Regions from separate parts of the Gossypium hirsutum genome. Here region 2 is linked to region 1. A link is a contact called in public Hi-C data. All regions are on one chromosome and are shown on one strand. Each heading gives the region's core, a stretch centred on a gene start, on an enhancer-like site or on the middle of the called end of the contact. The rest is flanking DNA. Distances are from core to core; before and after follow the strand shown. Region 1 holds the start of LOC107949658 (21 kDa protein). Region 2 has its middle 4.2 kb from the start of LOC107949655.

Evidence for each region. Hi-C and Micro-C count contacts between places; a contact is called where the count stands out from the background.
Region 2: a Hi-C map of leaf shows a contact between it and region 1, with 1.5 times the contacts expected there. The contact joins the enhancer-like site here to the promoter of LOC107949658 in region 1. A contact is called at or near these places in 8 of 34 Hi-C or Micro-C datasets (anther, callus, fibers and 2 more).

Annotation. Positions count from the first base shown.
Region 1 is chrD03:42,805,865-42,809,596 of Gossypium_hirsutum_v2.1, forward strand. It overlaps LOC107949658 (21 kDa protein), which reads right to left and starts at 2,314. Exons shown (of 1, transcript XM_016884383.2): 1 at 1,353-2,314. The coding sequence starts at 2,161. The coding sequence ends at 1,556.
Region 2 is chrD03:42,845,609-42,848,961 of Gossypium_hirsutum_v2.1, forward strand. No RefSeq gene overlaps it. Among protein-coding and RNA genes, the nearest start is that of LOC107949655, 4.2 kb to the right of the region's middle. Within about 2 kb of position 1,928, at least 2 of the 9 cell types and tissues checked have an H3K27ac peak or open chromatin away from gene starts, as enhancers often do. A contact at or near this core is called in leaf, where this site is marked.

The sequences.
Region 1 (3,732 bases), core at 1,064-3,563:
ATGGTTATTGTACAGACTGATATACCAACAATATATTATATACATTAATTTTTTCATTTATGATTTTTATTGAAAACATAACATAAGGAGAGGATACTCCTATTTTGGATGCCAAAATTCCCCACCGAAAAATGATTACAGGGTTAGTTTTTCTCTCTCTTTTTATGTTCATTATTGGGATTATTTTTTGAAGGATACAAGTACCCAATGTCTGATTACTTAATCCCGTAATGATTGGATAAATAGAATACAAACGATATTAGAGTCCAACACCACTTACCACCTATTATTGGTCTTGGATTGAATGGTGAATATTTGTGTTGATACAGTGTAGAATAAGGGAGGAGAATAAGGAGGAGAAATGGAAGTCAGTTCACTTAAAGATGTCAAGAGTCGGAATAGGGACAAGAGGATATGTCGATCAAGATGTAATTTTAGGGTGTTGGCCATCGATCCTTTCTTCCTTGTTCATCAGGTTATTTATAAGAGAGGTCTCTTTATCCAATAGCGTGACGTGGTGGAATAAGCATTCAATCCCACTAAATGTGCAAAGGAAAATTATGAGCCTATATCATGAGACTCATTCTACTATGTTTTCAATCAGTTGAGAGTGTTATGCCTAAACGGGCTCATTGTAGCCTTACAAGTGTGTTTCTAATTCATTTTAAATGGGCTTATTTTAACACTTGAGACTCGAACTTGGTCCCGATCACCTCCGAACACCTAGAATTCATTTTAAAATGTTTTTGATTCATTTTAAATGAATTGAAATTGTTTTTAATCACTTAGTATTGAAATGGGTAACAAATAATTGATGTTCAAAATTGCAATTGAAGTGGAAGTCACTTTGAGTTACTTGGACAACAAATGTTGTACCTTATATTTGGATCCAACAATCGAGTCAAGTGTGAGCATATTTTTACCGAAGAAAAAAACAACTAATAAACTAGGGACAGATATTTATTCTAATAATTAAACCAAGAAAGTATGCAACTAAGTACGGGCTAGGCAATCATCATTGGGTAGGGACTAAGGGCCCAGAATTTGAAGTGGAAGTTGAATGCTCGAATATATTAATATCGAAAATTCTCATAATTTCAAGTACAAGATATTTTTGAATACCAAATTAATCTTGACGTTTGAAACAAAATTTGCATTTAGTAAAGTTATTAAGTAGTTTTAAATGAGTTACAAAAATATGAGATCAAAATAATACTACTATGTCTATTCAACATCAAGACCAGATGTACTTGCAACAAACTAAAACCTCTGCTTCTATGCTGCAACAGAGGCTTCATCAACTTACTTTTACTATGTTCACAAAAAGCAATGTATTGTACAGATACAACGTGTGCAGATAATATAGATCACTCCATTCATTTTCATTAAGACACCAAGATCACACACAAACACACAAACACATCTCCATTCCCTTCTTTGGACCACATATATATTTTACATTTACCAGGAAAACAGAAGTAATTTCTAAAAATCCATAAATACAATTGCTAGTGTAAATAATGACTAAATTTCCCCTGTAGAGTTGATTAAATAGCTAACCATGAAATGAAGCATAGCTGTTGACCAAAGCCAAGGCATTACTAGTCAAATGAGCGATTGTGACAATCTTGGATCTCACAGCAGTCTTTACACTGCCGTTCATGTTTTTCCCTCCAAACCCGTCGGCGCAGGTGTTCTCATCCGTCAAAGCAGCGCTAACCCATGTCTGTATATCGTTAATCATTAGTCCAAAATTGGAGCCTTTAAGCTGACCCATCTCGCTGATTGACTTTCTCAGCTCATCTATCGTGTCCTCCAATTCCTCCACGCAATCTTGCATGGCGCCCACCTCTGTAGGCTTCAATCCTTGGCTTTTGGCAAGCTTCACCATCAAGGCCGAGGTTGACTTGGCGGTTGAAAGGGTCACGTTTAGGGCTGCATGGGCGATGAGTTGGGGGCTTGTTTGGATCATGCTAGCCTGTGTTAAGAGAGATTCGTAACAAAGTTTAGGGTAAGTCGTTGAACTACAAGATGTTCTGATAAACTCAATGCTAGTTTTAGGGGCAATTTGCCTACCAGCTGAACTTATATTTATCAATGAACTAAAGGCGACAAGAATGAGAAGGAATCCAAAAGAATTATAAGAGAATGCGCTTGCCATATCTCTTGCTCTTTATTTTTTCTATTTTTTGTTTTTTGTTTCCAAAGAAAAATGAGAGCAGCTGGAATGATGAAAATGGTGGAGGCAAAGCCCTGCGATTTATAGGGAAAATGTTACCGCATGTGCATGTGCGTAATTCTAGCATACGTGATGTAATTGGTCCTAACTAGGCCTTAAGGGCCAACCCTTATTGGAAAATTAGGGACAAGTTGTGTTCACGAGGTAACACAAATCGGTTACAGTTGAAAAAAAGAAAATTGATACGATATGGCCCTTTGTCTTTTAGGTAGACATCTTAAAACAAACTGACAAAATTCTGTCGGCTGCGCTTGATTTTTTAAATATTCATTTTCTTTTTAAAAAATATAGAATAGTTTATTGAATGAATCAAATAAATTACCCATCAAATTTTCTAGATTCGAGGCTGTATATTTTTTCAAACATAATAATAATTACAGTTATTTGATTACTTGAACTTTTAAAATGTATAAAAAAGCTCAAACTTTTTAAAAAGAGTAAGTAAGCCCCTCCTTTTTATTTTACACTCAATTAGGTACTTAAATTTTCAAAATTTATCAAAAAGACCCTCAAACTTTTTTTTAGAAAAAAAACAATTAAGTCCCTATTTTTTTCACTCAATTGGGTACTTCAACTACCCCTAATTTTTTTCAGTTAAAGTCACCACGTGTCACAATCACAACATGACATGTGACAAAAATGGTAAAAAATAAAAATCAATGAAAGTTATAAAAATTATTAAATTTTAATTAAAAAATTAGAAAAATTATAAAAATTATAAAATCGTAAAAGAATTTATAAATAATTTTAAAATTTTATAAAAATTATAAAATATATAGAAATATAGAAAAAAATTATAAAATTGTATAAAGTCGTAAGAAAATTATAAAAAAATGTAAAGAAATATAAAATTCTTAAAAAAATATAAAAATTATTGTACTAAAAAAAGTATGTCACATCGTGTTGCGATATATGATAACTTTAATTAAAAAAATAGGGGTTGTTAACTTTAACGGTTAAAGTTAACAGTTAAAGGCTTTTTTTATGCATTTTATAATTTTTATGGTATTTATAAAACAATTCTAATTTTAATAAATTCTAAATATTTTTATAAATTTTATTTATTTTTATTTTTTATAATTTTTTTCCACATGTCTCGCCGTGGTTGTTACACTAAGTGGCTTTAACTAAAAAAGATTAGGGGTAATTAAATTTAACAATCAACTGTTAAAGTTAACGGTCAAAGGGCCTTTTTGAGGCATTTGACAGTTCAAGTACTCAATTGAGTGCAAAAAAATAAAACAGTGGCTTAATTGCTTCTTTTATTTTTTTTTAAGTTTGAGGGTATTTTTAATGTATTTTGAAAGTTCAAGTACACAATTGAATGTTAAAAAAAAAGAGACTTGATTTTTTTTGAAATAATTTAAATATTTTTACACCCTTAAATCAATATTCTATTATCCAAATTTATTATGTTCAAAATTTTTAAAACCAACATAAAAAATCAAATAGTGAAACAGATAAAACGAATCCCGATATTAAACCATTCATAT
Region 2 (3,353 bases), core at 678-3,177, 39 kb after region 1:
TTCATCCATATTTATAAATGGTCAATCAAACTTTTTTAATTTTACCCGATTTATTTTTTAAATTTTTAAAATATAATTATTTTTACCTAATATATAAATATATATCATTTATTAACATTATATACATTCTTTATTAAACTTATAAACATAAACAACTTAATACATTTTAATATATACATTATTGTTGATTATATTTTTTTTCCTGTGATATAAATTACAAATATATAAACAACAAAGCAATTGAAATTGGGTAGAACTCGAGTATAAAAAGTTGGAGTCCAAACTCAACCTATATTTTAAATAGACATAATTTTGCTGTCTAAATTTATTTTTTAACTTAATATTTTTGTCCAACACATCTAATTTTCGAGTGGACTTTTGAACTTAGACGAAGAATGTCATCCTTAAACCGATTTAGCCTAAAATATAAATTTTTTTTTTGTTGAGAACCATTTTTTTTCAGTACTCTTCAATACATAAAACATCACAATTAATATATATAGAACTCACTTGCGAATTATGTATAATAATTAAATTTCTATTGATAAGTGTTATACCCTCACCTTAGAACGTCTTGCCAGATTATTCAATAACTACAAAAACACGACGAAGTGCCTTTTGGCCTTGCCAAGAGAGCAATTTGCTTCGTTTTAACATCTCGACATAGCAGTAGTAGTAGAATTAATATTTTAAAAAAAATTATATATATATTTTCTAATTTTTTTAATTTTTATCTAGCCTAAAAAGGATTAGTAGAATTAAAATATTGATACATATATAACATTTTTAAAGAAAAATAAATTATAATATTTTTAAAATTTTATATTATTTAGAAAAATCATCTTGAATAAATTTGAACAATGTTAAAATTCATTTCTAGACTCAAAGTTTTAAGTGAATTTTAGTAATTTTTTTCTTTTTTAACTTTTTGAATTTTATTTAAGTTTTTTATAAATTTTAATAATATTTTAAAATTTTATGTTTTTTAAAAAATAAAATTTTTTATAATTTAAAAATATTTTAAGTTTGGAGTGAAATTGTAGAAACGGTTGTTAAGGTTTGTCCTAAACGTAAAAATTTTCAATCCATCTTTTTTTTTTGCTGACTATCAAATTATTTTTAATTAATACAATTTAAAATTTTAAAGAACTACTTAAATATAGTTTTGGGGTTTAATTGATTTTTGGCAAATTCTAAATGTTTTTTACTTCTCTTTTTGTGTTTTAAAAAAATAAATTGAGCAAAAATTCTACTAGTTTTGTCTTATTGAAGAAAATCTGAAACCTCAAACAATGGTACCTCAAGAATCTGCAATTTTAATCTCTACGTGAGAGCTTGACTAGAAAATCAGCTACTAGATTACTTTTTCTAGAAGTAAATATTATCTTTCATTATCCTTCAGCTTTCATAATCCGTTTAATCCTTCTAATTCCAGTGATTCCTGAATTTATCATCTTATTGCTGCATAAAATTTCAATCACTTCCAGGTTATTAGTGTGTATAATAACCCTTTTAATACCTTTATTGAGTAAAACTAGAAACCATCTAAAATACCCTATAATTAAACTTCAAAAACTGTACATTCTCAAATATTGGGAACCCAAGACCCAATTCCCATAATCATCTTGCAGAACACCAATTAGCAAAACATTCCCATTATCTCTAGCTAGTGCACCATCAATGGATAGAATCAACCACGTTTCATTCTTGGCGTAATGTTTTGTCCTTTAAACTTAAATATATATATATTTACACGTAGAATAATCACAGAAAAGGTAGTCTGACATCAACCGTCAAACCACGCAGCAAAGATCCTATTGAAATAGTTATCATAAATCATTCATTTTAACGTATGCTAGTGTTTTCCGTACATATACTCCTATATTCATTTCTCACATGTAAAACCGATTGATCATTTTGGCATGTGGTATAAAGATTTATGAGATACTTCCGGACCACAACTGGATGGTTAATTAATTGGCTGTATGCAATTGCTAGTACAAGTCTTTCTCTTTCCAGGAATATACATTTTCGTTTTCAGTATATTTTTCAAACAAAAATATGAGTCACCCAATACCTTCCTACCCTATCTTTTGCAATTCAATAATTGAAAGAGGTCCCGCATGCCCCTCCCACTTTCTCCTTCCATCCATTCAAGAATTTGACCTTCTACTTCTACTACTAGTACTAGTACAACAATGGAGTATTTCACATTTTCCATTTCCATGCCCTTAAACTTCTCTCACTCTTCTCTTCAATTTAACACTTATACATTCATTTTGGGCGTAATGATTTTTTTTAAACTTTGCTGATGTTATAGTCCACATATATGCCAAATTAATACTTTATTATTTTAAAAAATAAATAAATTTTATATTTTTATATTTTTAATAATTTATATTTTTTAATTTTTTAAAATTAAAAAATAATTGCTTACGTGGCTTCCATGTGCATGTCAAGTCAGCAAAGTTAACGGATATTAACTTTTCCAACCATTTTGGGTGGTTTGATAAATAATACAAGTTCGAAGACTAAAAGAGACAAGAAATTAAATGGAGGACTAAAATGACTTTCTTTTGTAGAACTGAAGGACCAAATAAGTCATTATGTCTAAATAAAATAATAAAGTTGAAGTTTTAAAACTCGTTGTGTTAGGTTTAAGCCTCACTAGTTGTTAATTTTTATTGTTTTAAATAAAATATGAAAAGAAGCAAAAAAAAAAAACTCACATAATAATACAATCTGCTTTGTTAAAAAAAGCTCGTTGACTTGTGGAAGCAGCTTAGTCAGATGTTTTAATTATAGTATAGGTACAAGGGAATGGTCTTAAGACTTTGAATATGTGTATAGTCAACTATCAATAACAGTCTCATTTGTTTGCTAAAATTTTGACGGATATAGAATTAAATGTATTTAACATATAACAACATTTGATATTTAGATCATATTTATTTATTTATTTATTTATTGAAGTTGAAAATATAATATTAGGCTTGCCTCCAAGAAAAAGAAGCATCCTTTCTTTGCTTCGACTAATTACCTACTTCAGTCTTTCTAAGCCTTGAAACCGTAACTATAGTATGGCTACTATGTTCTCAAATTCAGTTCAGTCTTTTTCTCTTCCTCTACTAAAATATCTATCCTCTTCGTGACCTTTCACCGGAATCTACTACTTTTTATACGATAGGTGCGACTAATAAGAATAGAATTGATTCAACAAGCGCCTTCTCCCTCGGGTGACTTCCCTCCCTTTGGATGGAGCTTTGGAACTAAGGAAATTTAAAATTATCATTGCCGGCTATATACTCTATATCTATATAAAGTAGGAATAAGTCAAGCAATCCTTGACCCAA